2 separate regions of the Mus musculus genome follow, and region 2 is linked to region 1. The links are chromatin contacts, called in public HiChIP or PLAC-seq maps. All regions are on one chromosome and are shown on one strand. The core of a region is the stretch at or near the end of the contact, and the rest is flanking DNA. Distances in the headings are between cores, read along the strand shown.

Region 1 (5,868 bases), core at 1,535-4,034:
TTGTAGCTTTTCAGTGCAGCAATATGATAAATATGTAGTAGATATTAGTAAAGAAATGTTAATATCATTACTATTGTAGACTTTCTCATTACTAAAATAATTCTGGGATTGATAATTTTGCCTAAGCATATTTAATAAAGTGTATTTCTTAGTTTAGATAGTTCAAGAATGAATATTTAAATTTATAGACTGAATTTTACACATGATACAAGGATTAAAGTTTATGAGTGAAATAATATTCATCCAAATTCATGAAAAAGACCAGATGGAAATAGCCAGCAATAAAATGGGTGTGAGTAGAACTGATTGAATGCACTATACACAGAAGAATAGAATGTGTAAAGATAAGATGCTATAGCAGTTCTTAGAAATACACACACTTCTGTTTGGAATAGGGACTGTATTTCAATGTTGGGCTATCATGACAAATGTCACTAAAAGAGCCAGATCAAAAGGAGGTGTGCTTTATTAAGAGATTGAATTACCAAGAAAAAATACATGAACAAATATTGAAAAAATTAAGTAGACAAGTAATATGATAAAATGTACTCTTCAGAAGGGGGCATTTAAAAGTGCATGGGAGGGAACTTAGGTAATGTTACAATTAGGTCATGAACTGGGGACAAAGGGCTTAGGATAGAGGATTAATAAGGATGGATATAGACCCTGGCTTCATTGTTCCAGGCTTGGGCATGTGTGAGTATGCTGTTACCATGACAGAGTCACTAGGGCCAACATAGATGGTAGAATGCAAGCATTCTGATTTTGAGACTTACATGATAGATCTACCTTGGGAAGATAGATACACATGCTGACTAGCAAAAAACATCCAGGCTAGAGATAGAAATTAATAGTGATTGCTTATTGGCCTTTCACTTAACTGTGTCAGTCACTAAGGCAGACACTTTTTGTATGTCACACCACTTACTCCTCATGAATTGTTACTCTTCTTATTTAATAAATCCAGAAGTAAGATTTAAGAGTTTAGGTAATCGTAGCATTACTTGTTGATTCTAAGGCCATGTTGAAGCCAAGCTGATAGGAATACAGTTACCTATATAGGACTTACAGGATGAAACATGTGGAGAGCTATAGGTGACTGAGGCAGGAGATAAGAGTGGTGAATTGTGTATTTGGAGGCAAACAGAGAAAGAAAGCCTCCAAATAAAACTAAAAGGAAGGTGCTGGAGAGTTGGCTTAGTAGTTAAGAGCACTTGTTCTTTCAAAGGACACCGGTATGATTCCCACTACCTACGTGGAAGCTCATCACTTCTTAGGTACCACATATGCATGTGGTTCACAGACAAACATAAAGGCAAAGCACTTGTATGACTAAAATAAATCTAAAAACAAATAAAAACTAAGAACGCCAAGGGAGGTATCCACTGGCTCATTTATAATATAAAATAGTTCTTTCAAATGGAGAAGTTTTATTGTGTGAGACATTTGGGAAATCACTGTAGAATCCTATCTTGTAGACTCAAGTGTACATTAGTATATTAAAGGTCTGATTCCCAGCACCTACATGGCAACTCATAACTATCCATAACTCCAGCTCCATGGGATCCAGTGCCACTTTCAACCTGAGTGGGCACTAGGCATGTATGCACAGATTTATATGCAAACAATTAACCAGACCCCTCCGAGCTCCCAGTGACTAAACCACCAAACAAGAGGATACATGGGCCAGTCCGTGGCTCCCACTTCATATGTAGCAGAGGACTGCCTCATCTGGCACCAGTGGGAGAGGAGGCATTTGGTCCTGTGGAGGCTTGATGTCCCAGAGAAGGGGGATCCTATGGGGGTGAGGTAAGAGTGAGTGGGTGGATGGGGGAGCACCCTCTTAGAGGCAAAGGGGAGGAGTATGAGGTGGAGGGGAGACTGGGAAGGGAGATAGCATTTGAAATGTAAACAAATAAAATGATTAATAAAAAGAAAAAAATTGGGGTCTGGAGATATGGCTCTTGCAGTGCTTTTAGAGGACTGAGGTTCTATTAGAACCCACATCAGGCAGCTCACACTTCCTGTAGCTTTCATTCCGGGGAATCTGAAGCCCTCTTGCCTTGGGGCACCTACCTTTATGTGGGATAGATAAACTCTGGCAGACGTACACATACACACAAATAATAAATAAATTTTTAAAAGATCTGAAAAGCTTTATAGTAATTAACTTGCTTAACTTTAATACCAAACCTATTTAATCATGAGTGCTTGTTGTGGGGAAGGGAACTCTGTCTTTCTGTGTGGCCCAGGCTGACCTCAGTCTCCAGATCCTTCTGCCTTGTTCTCGAGTACAGTGTGTGCTCCATATGGGCAAGAATATTTTCTTACTCCATTTCTGATACTCTAACAAAAGATCTCAGACTAGGTCATGTATATATAACAGACATTTATTTCTTACAGTTTTTGACTCTGAGAAGTCTACACAAGGTCCCAATAGATTTGGGTTATTGCCACACAGTAGAAGTGACAAAGACTGTGTTTTTGTCACTTTGTCATAGTGGAGGGACAAAAGGGATAAAGAATATATAAGTACCTTTTTTATATAAGCCATTCTATTTGTGAAGGTTTTATCTTTATAACTTAATAACTTCCTGATGTTTTACATCTTAATACCGTACCATTCAGTGGTGAATAAGTTTCAGCATATTAATTTTGGGATATCCATTAGAGTATATGACCCCCCACTTTTTGTGTGAATTCTGCTGTCATTCCAGATGAGTGTGGCACCACAGACTTTAAACAAAAGAGGAAGGAAGTGGTCACTGTTAACTCAGATCTCCTGGGGAGGTCAGGGGAAGCAAGGGTAGAAGGCAAGTGACATAGGAGTTAGGACACTGTCTGCTTGTGTGCTGATACTGTGACATAGGTGGTCACAGTCACAGAATTAGAAGTTAGTGCTGAAGAAAGAGCTAGGAAAGAGCCCCTTTTTTTCTCAAAAGAAAAGAGATGAAAGAAATTAGAGGAGAGTTTAGGAGAGAGAAAATTTCTGGCTTATTTAGAAGTATCTTCAGAATATTTTTCTATTTTTCTGCTGAGGGGAAGAGTTCATTAGGAAAGAAGAGGTGAGGATGCAGTAAGGAATAAAGGGTGTAGACATACATTTTTTGCAACCTACTTTTTTTTTTTTTTTTTTTTTTTTTTTTTTTGGTTTTTTGGTTTTTTGAGACAGGGTTTCTCTGTGTAGCCCTGGCTGTCCTGGAACTCACTCTGTAGACCAGGCTGGCCTCAAACTCAGAAATCCTCCTGCCTCTGCCTCTGCCTCCCAAGGGCTGGGATTAAAGGCATGTGCCACCACCACGCCCGGCACAACCTACTTTTAATAGGGTTCAACCTCTCCTTTAGCCCACCACCCAGCAGACATAGTAGAAGAGAAAAGTTATTAGGATGGGGGGGGAGTGGACCTGTTCAGCAGTAGTTCTTTGGGGTTGGGGGCCGAGCTCAGTCTTCTTTGGCAGTTCAGTCCCTTAGCAAACACCAAATACAACTCAGCAGCTATAGTCCAGTCTTTTCAGCAAACAGACACCAGGCATGAACCAGCAACTGTAGTTCAATCCTGAGGAAACTGCAAGGCTAGCCAACTGGCCTGAGGCAAAGCTGAGGAAGCAGCAAGCTGCCGCAGGAATCTCATGAGCAATTCTGTGGCAAGTTTCTCTCAATGGTATCCTTACCACAAGTTGAGCTCAACAACGCTATGTAAGGAGAACCAATACATGCGTGTCTTTAACGAAGAATAGGAAGGCAGAGCAAACTAAATCAATGTTCAGTGCTCATCTCCCACTGTCTGTGGGGTCATATTTATACTCCTTCATCAAGTGTCCTTTTACGTGTTTGCTATATCCAAACATCCTTTCACCTGAGTCTGCTTCAGGAAACATTTTTTCCTGTGTCTGCTTTAGTAAGACATCCTTTCTTTCACCTGTGTGCCCCAGCAAAACATCATGTGACAAAATTGACTTTCCAATGAAACTAAAAGTTTCCACTGCAAAAGGGTAATTCCAAAGACACAGTTTCAGGAGCCAGAGAGGAGCTCTAAAATGCCCATAGTTGTGGCTTCAGTGTTTGTGTCTGGGCCTCTTTTCCTGAATCATTCTTGTTACTGTCCATCCTTTCTTCCTCAAATAGATCGTTGCCTTTACAAATCTATTGTTTTGTATCTGTTTCTAGCAGAAAACTAAGCTCTTCAGGAATTAATGATTAATAAACTTAAGTCTAGAAAAGTACTTGTCTTCCAGGCTGTGGAGGTGGTATAGCATTCTAGTGATGGAGACTGAGCTGGAGGAACGGAAAGTTTGAGGTTAGCCTGGGCTGTATAGAGATGCTTATTTCAAAAACAAACAGTGAAAGCAAAACAAAAGCAAAAATACTGTCTCAAATGGAGGTTTATAAGATTTTTCTGTATGTACATTCCCCCTTATTAGGTAAAAGTGGTAAGGGAAGAGTTATTTTGGAAACTTTCAGAAGTTTTTTGTTTCTTTAAATTACTTATCTCATTTAGATACACTTATGTATGGTGTTCATACAAAATCTCATTGGAGTTTGAAGGTAGATTTTCCTTAAATTATGGGGCTGAAAAACTAAGGTTAATATTATATTTAGTAATAGCATCCATTTGAAGAAAGTAATTTAAAAGTAGATAGGAAAATCTTTGGTTTGGGGAGGAAGAGGCAGTTTTCTTCAGTGGTGTAGCTGGTGGTGAGTTGGCCTTGTCTGGGTGGCTGGCCTCATGCTTGGGCTTGTTTGCTGGCATGTATGTCTGCACACCACATACATGCAGTACCCATAGAGGCCAGAAGAAGGTGGTGAATTCTCCTAAATTGGAGTTACACATGGTTGTAAGCCATCCTATGGGTGCAGGGATTTGAACACTGGTTCTCTGAAGAGCAGCCAATGTTCTTAACTGCTGAGCCATTACTCCAGCCCCATTAAAATCTTTTTTTAAAAAAAGCATCCTATAGGGAAAAATTAATAAAAGTAAGTCTAAAAAATAATTTGGCTTTGTTCTCTTATAATGACTAAAATCTTTCTCAAAGACAAATAAGAACCGCATCATTTATTGAGTACACACCACTTTGTGCCAGGCACTATTCTGAGTTATTGTGTATGTCCTGAGTGAGTCCTCAGAACAGCTCTGTGTAGATAGGAATTACTGTATCCCATTTTATAGATAGATATATGGAGAGAGAGGAAATGGATACAATAGGATTGGAGTCCAGAAAAACTGACTTCAAAGCCCTCTTCTTTGTGAGCACAGGTCAGAGAACAGCCTGCCTTAACCTTCTGGTCTTAGACTCTGATCCTGAGTTTCACATCATTTTTTGGTGGGACTAGGGAAGAGAAGCTAGGAAATAGCATTTGGGTTTTGTTTTACTACTGAGGCTCAAGCTTATACTGTAATAATCCTCATTAGACAGTTCTATAATGTTAATATCCAAATTTCATAAACTCTATTCATACTTCAATATTCTCCTTTGTATTATTTAAATATATTCTATAACAACATTAGCTTGCTTTTATAATGTTAATTGCAGATCGCAGGTACATATGAAAGGGTGTGTGTGTGGGGGTTGGGGATCTCCAGAGGTGATAGAAGCTGCATAATGTTGACAAAAATAAGATTGGCCTGATAGGACAGCCATTCATTTGGCTTCACTATCACTTAACTCTCGCCCTGGCCATTCTCCTCATCTTTGTACTTACTTTTTTTTGTTTTTTGTTTTTATCCTTTTTTAAAATTTTTAATATTTTTTATTACATATTTTCCTCAATTACATTTCCAATGTACTTACTTTTTCCATCTAAGATTTAAGAGTTGAGTGTTTTGGGTTTCTGACAGCTTCAGCATTTAAATGTGTCATTTATATAGTC
Region 2 (5,868 bases), core at 2,011-4,510, 69 kb after region 1:
AGAACCTCAAAGTTTCTCATCAAGATATCTCGGCTCACTGCTCACCTCTACTGTCTTTCCTGTGTTGCTTTATTCTTGTAGATGCTCTATCTATGAAGCAAGGAAAGCAACCATTAACAATGATACCTATACTTTTTTGGAAAAAAAATCAGTTTGGCCACCCAAATGGAAATATACCCTTTCTTCAGTAGTTCTTGCAAGAGAATAGAAAAGGGTTCTCTGCAAGAAATTCAGGGCACCATCAAGGAAAAAGGCATTAATAGGACAGGTAAAACAATAGATATCTAGTGCATATAGTTCATCTGTGACTGTATTAGGCATGGCTTTCATCCTTAGCAACAGTGCGATATATTTCTAGATATAGAATGTTTTTGTTAAATAATACCAAATTATTGGAGAGAAACTTCATATGAGGCAAGCACTGATTTCTTTTCTTCTGGGCCTAGTTTCTCTGTGGTCCTCATTTGCATAAAATCACATTATTGGATAGTATATAGCACTTGGCATTACTTGTAGATCAGACATGCATTGTTATATTTAGTTATTCTTTTGTTCCTTATTATTGATTTGTTTGCTTTTTGTTCTTTGTTTTGTTTTTTGTTTGCCTTGGTTTGGTTAGGTAAAGGATTTTGCCATGGCTCACCTAGAGCTCTATATAGACCAGACTGGCCTTGAACTCACAGACATCTACTGGTCTCTGCCTCTTGAGTGCTGGAATTAAAGATGTGCACTACCATGTACAGCTAGTTTTGCTTTGGCTCTGAAAATCATACCTAGATACTTAGGCATGCTAGACAAGCACTTCACTAAGCTACATTCGACCCTTCATATGCATTTAAATCTTTAAAAACTATGTGGTATTTCCTATTAGACAATTTTCCAGAAGTTTCCCTTTATCAGTGGAATTTTTTTCATTATATTAAAACCCTAATTTCAGAAATTTTGTCATAATTTATTTGCTCTAGTGACTCATTCAATATTTGTAGCATAACTGTTCAGGGTGAGATGTGAACACACATAACACAAGAAAATATATATGAGAAGAAAGAACATGACCTTAAGAAAGGAAAGCTTGGGCTGGAGAGATGGCTCAGCAGTTAAGAGCACTGACTGCTCTTCCAAAGGTCCTAAGTTCAATTCCCAGCAACCACATGGTGGCTCACAACCATCCATAATGGGATCTGATGCCCTCTTCTGGTGTGTCTGAAGACAGCTACAATGTACTTACATATATAAAAATAAATAAATCTTTTTTTTAAAAAAAAAAAAGGAAGGCTTATGTTCAATTGAAGATGATCAGAATTTATTTTTGCAAAATTTTTCTTACTGACAACCAGGCAATACCTTGATGAAAGGAAAAAGCAAAATGTTTTTCATTGAGGTATTTCCCTAGGATGCAAGACTAAGAACAACTTAATGGTTTGGAATTCTGAGTGGGCTCTTTTAAATATGTGTAGACAGTATATAGGAACACAAATTAAGTATTGGGGGGAACTCTGATTAGACAGTTCTCCTGTGGAGCAGATATAGAAACTGCTGCACAGTCCAAGGACTCTATTGAAGAAAAGCAGAAAGGAACTAAAATCAAACTAATAATCTGTGCTCTTTTTCATTTTCCCTAACTAGCTTTTCAATACACTTCTTTGTAATTTAATCCCCAGGATCTATAGAAATGGCTCAGCAGTCAAGAATGTGTACTGTTCTCCCAGAAAACCTGAGTTCAATTCCTAGCACCCACATTGGGTGGCTAACAACCAGTGTGTGTGTGTGTGTGTGTGTGTGTGTGTGTGTGTGTGTGTGTGTGTGTGTTGGTTTCATTTGTTTTTCAGTGTGACATACTTGCTAGTTATCTTGTATCGCAGACTCTTTTTCCCATTGTCTCTCTAGTATCACGTAATGTTTTATCTCACCAACACTTGGTAGGCTTGGATATTCTTTTCATGAGTTGTTGAGGTGGTGTTGGGGAAGTTAGGGTTTTCTCGGAAGTAAGTAATAAGTGTTTCTTTATTGCTTATCACTACAAGTGGTTGCTTGGAAAGGGTTTACTGATTAGGATACCATCTTGGGAATCCCTTTTGACATTTTCCTGTTTCCATGAAGCACAGTTTTGTGGAGTTGCTGGTTCTTTGAGTTTATGCTTCTAACCAGAGCATCTATTGGAGCTACTAGTGCCGTCAGTGATGAGGACTAGCAGATGGATGTTTGGAAGTGGTCCTCATCTGTATTAGAATCTGCATAGGGGAGGAGATGTCCCATGAGGTATAACCATGTTCCCTTTAGTTATGTTCAGTTTGGCAGGCACTCTAGACTAAAGACTATCTTGCAAAAATAAAATCATTAGAATAATCTGATTATGTCATTGTAAACTTTCTATGTTCATTTCATTTATCTGAATTCTAATTACCTTATGAAAACAGAAGAAAAAAGTATTGTATTAAAAAGAGATAATACTTCTCAATTTTTAAAAGCTTTTTCTTGATATGCAGGGGGGTGGGAGGGAGACATTAATGTTTTAAAGGCAAGGAAATGGCATTTGAAGCCTGCACAACATAGCAAGACTTTGTCTCTAAAAGAAAAGGGAAAGAAGAAAAGGAGAAAAGGAAGGAAAGAAAAGAAGAAAAAACACAAAAGCATGAAGGAAAACTTTCAGCAAATGACAGAAAGTCAATCTGCTAAATAGGATTGCTCTTATATCTTTAAAGACTCATTTAAAAGCCAAAGAAAATGAGTTTATGATTGCAAAGTTAGCTTTTAAAGGGTTTGTTGAAATTTCTAATCATTTTATGTAGGTCTTAAATATTTATGGATGAATATTAAGTTAGTAAGACTTAAGACATGACAGCTCTTCAGCCTGCTGAGGCCATGTGTGTATCAGAATTTCTCTCTGGTAACCTGACCTCACCTCTGACTTTAAAGGCCGTAGAAACAAACACTTCCCTAGTTAACAAAAAAGAAATGGAGAACAAAGGTTGGAATCCTGGCCCAGATATATATGTAGTTAGTCATTTATTTGGGTGGCATCAATCATTAGGACCTGCCTGTGATGGGTAGGGGGGACAGTAATGAGTGTTGCTAGCATCTTTGGTATGGCTGTCCTGTGTGTGCATATTTGTTTTGCACATTTGTTGAGAAGCATTTTATACTCCAGATTTCTGTGATCTGCTGATCCTTGTCCTAAAATTTAAGGCTCTGATAATGGCCTTTAAGTAAAGACAATGTATACTTTCTCTTAGCAATTTCTGGTAACACAGCAGTGTATGCTTTGACTTGTCTGCCCTCTACTGGAGATCTGTGATAACATTGACCAGTGTCCTCTGGCTTTAGGGGAAAAAACATGTTTTCCTTTAAAGACTCATTGCTATTCAGTCAATATATTTATAATTTTACTCAGGTTTTCAAAATGCTGACAAATACCTCCCCAGGGTCCCCACGTTCAGAGCTCAGGCCTCTGCAATTTATCATTTGGAGCCTACCTCAAAGCAAGCTCGGGTTTCAATTCACTACTTAGCTCATCACAGTCCCTAACTGTATTTCTGCTAGTCTTCCTTTTTCTTAATGTCAGTCGGTCTCCTCAAGATCTTTACAACTGGAGTCAAAGCCCACTTGTCTTGTGAACAGCATTCCCACAGTGATAGCTTTCTGAATTGCTGGCTTGTCCTTCTTTTGCCACACATTTACACTGTGTGAGAAGTTTGGGATCAGCCTGGTGTGGTGGTGCACACCTTTAAACCCAGCAGTCAAGAAGAGGTAGGCATATAGATAAAATTTCAAGGCTAGTCTGGTCTACATAGAGTTTTCCAGGTCGACCAAGGCACATTGTGACATCTTGTCTCAAAATAAAAAACATTTTTGAATCAGAGCTTGTGATGTGGCTCAGCAGATGTTTGCCACACCAATGTAGTGACATGAGTTTGAGTCCCCCAGAATCCAGGGAAAGTGGATGGAGATAACCCAACTCTATAAAATGTTTTCTGACCTTCACACACATGCCATAGCATAGGCATACACACGCGCACACACACACACACACACTCACTCACACATGTGCGCACTCGCACACTAATAGCAATAATAATAATAATAATAATAATAATTTTTAATATTTGGCTTGGTAGTGAAGGTGCATGCCTTTAATCTTAGCACTTGGGATACAGAGGCAGGTAAGTCCCTGTGAGTTTGAAATTAGCCTGATCTACAGAGGGAGTTCCTGGACAGCCAGGGCTACACAAAGAAACCCTCTCTCAGGAAAAGAAAGAAGAGAAGAGGGGAGGGGAGGGGAGGGGGAGAGGGAGAGGGAAAGGAAAGGAAAGGAAAGGGAAAAGGAAAGAGAAAGAAAACTAAGAAAGAAACAGAGAGAAAGACATTTTAACTCTTAAAATTTATTTTTATTTTATATGTACTGTTTTGTCTTTATGTATGTCTATTGAGGGTGTTGATCCTGAAATTACAGTTATTAGCTGTCATGTGGGTGCTGGAAATTGAACCCATGTCCTCTGGAAGAGCATTCAGTGCTCTTAACTACTGAGCCATATCTCAAGCCCCAAGAAAAATTTTTTTTCTTTTTTTTAAAATTTTATTTGTAATTCATTTTTACACTTCATATTCCATTCCCCGCCCCTCCCCTTCCACCTTCCAACTGATCCACACCCCACACCTCCTCCCCACCATACCCAGTCTCCACATGGATGCACCCACCCTCCACCTCATCTGACCTCTAAACTCCCTGGGGCCTCCAGTCTCTTGAGGGTTAGGTGCATCTGAATGAGCATAGACCTGGAAGTCCTCTACTGTATGTGTGTTGGGGGCCTCATATCAGCTGGTGTATGCTGTCTGTTTGGTGGTCCAGTGTTTGAGAAATCTTAGGGGTCCAGATTAACTGAGACTGCTGGTCCTCCTACAGAATCACCCTTCTCCTCAGCTTCTTTCAGCCATCTCTAATTCAACAACAGGGGTCAGCTGCTTCTGTCTATTGGTTGGGTGCAAACATCTGCATCTGACTCTTTCAGCTGCTTGTTGGGTCTTTCAGAGTGTGGTCATGCTAGGTCCCTTTTTGTGAACTCTCCATAGCCTCAGTAATAGTGTCAGGCCTTGGGACCTCCCCTTGAGCTGGATCTCACTTTGGGCCTGTCGCTGGACCTTCTTTTCCTCAGGCTCCTCTCCATTTCCATCCCTGTAATTCTTTCAGACAGGAACAATTATGAGTCAGAGTTGTGACTGTGGGGTGGCAACCTCATCTCTCACTTGATCTCCTGTCTTCCTACTGGAGGTGGGCTCTATAAGTTCACTCTGTTGGTCATTTCATCTAAGGTCCCTCACTTTGAGTTCTGAGAGTCTCTTACCTTCCAGGTCTCTGGTGCATTCTGGAGGGTCCTTCTAGGAAACTTTCATTTTTAATAAAATATTTAATTAAAAATTTGAATCCCCTCATCAGCTGCAGCACTTGGGAGAGTGAGCCCACACATTCCTAGGAAGCACACTGGAACTGGCCCTTGTGACGTGGGTATGGAAGAGATGGCCCAGTCCCTAGCCACCTTTGGCAGGTGAGAGAGTTAGCCTGTCCCCAAGCCTGAACAGCATGGTAGAGCTGGGCCTGATACCATGGGCCTGGGAAAGCTGACCTGCTCCTTACCAGGGCAGTGCTGGAGAGTTGGCCATGGTGGCATGGGTGCAGGAGAGCTAGCAGGCTGATCAGGTCAGCTACCATCCAAGATGTTTAATTGGCCCTCCCCACCATCTACCTTCTGTGAACTGCTGGAGCATGGGAAGGAGCTGCTCCTGCAGAACTGAAGCTACAGGATCTCCATGACACAGGGCAACAAGATATCCTATAAAAGTCCTGTGAGGATCCAATATTGATAATGTAGCTGA

The links. HiChIP or PLAC-seq counts read pairs in DNA pulled down with a chosen protein or histone mark.
Region 2: a CTCF HiChIP or PLAC-seq map of pro-B cells shows a contact between it and region 1, with 5 times the contacts expected there. The contact joins two enhancer-like sites. A contact is called at or near these places in 1 of 39 promoter capture datasets (the C10 cell line), 3 of 15 datasets of contacts at CTCF or cohesin (the NIH/3T3 cell line, large pre-B cells and pro-B cells), 14 of 484 Hi-C or Micro-C datasets (the C10 cell line, the NIH/3T3 cell line, bone marrow-derived macrophages and 10 more), 2 of 115 datasets of contacts at active chromatin or transcription factors (the HPC-7 cell line and microglia) and 1 of 9 other capture datasets (macrophages).

What each region holds. Positions count from the first base shown.
Region 1 is chr11:77,237,082-77,242,949 of GRCm38.p6, forward strand. All of the region lies in intron 1 of Ssh2 (slingshot protein phosphatase 2), which reads left to right. Among named protein-coding and RNA genes, the nearest start is that of Gm24989, 5.0 kb to the right of the region's middle. Within about 2 kb of position 2,785, at least 71 of the 459 cell types and tissues checked have an H3K27ac peak or open chromatin away from gene starts, as enhancers often do. A contact at or near this core is called in bone marrow-derived macrophages and pro-B cells, where this site is marked.
Region 2 is chr11:77,305,476-77,311,343 of GRCm38.p6, forward strand. All of the region lies in intron 1 of Ssh2 (slingshot protein phosphatase 2), which reads left to right. Among named protein-coding and RNA genes, the nearest start is that of Gm24989, 63 kb to the left of the region's middle. Within about 2 kb of position 3,261, at least 6 of the 459 cell types and tissues checked have an H3K27ac peak or open chromatin away from gene starts, as enhancers often do. A contact at or near this core is called in bone marrow-derived macrophages and pro-B cells, where this site is marked.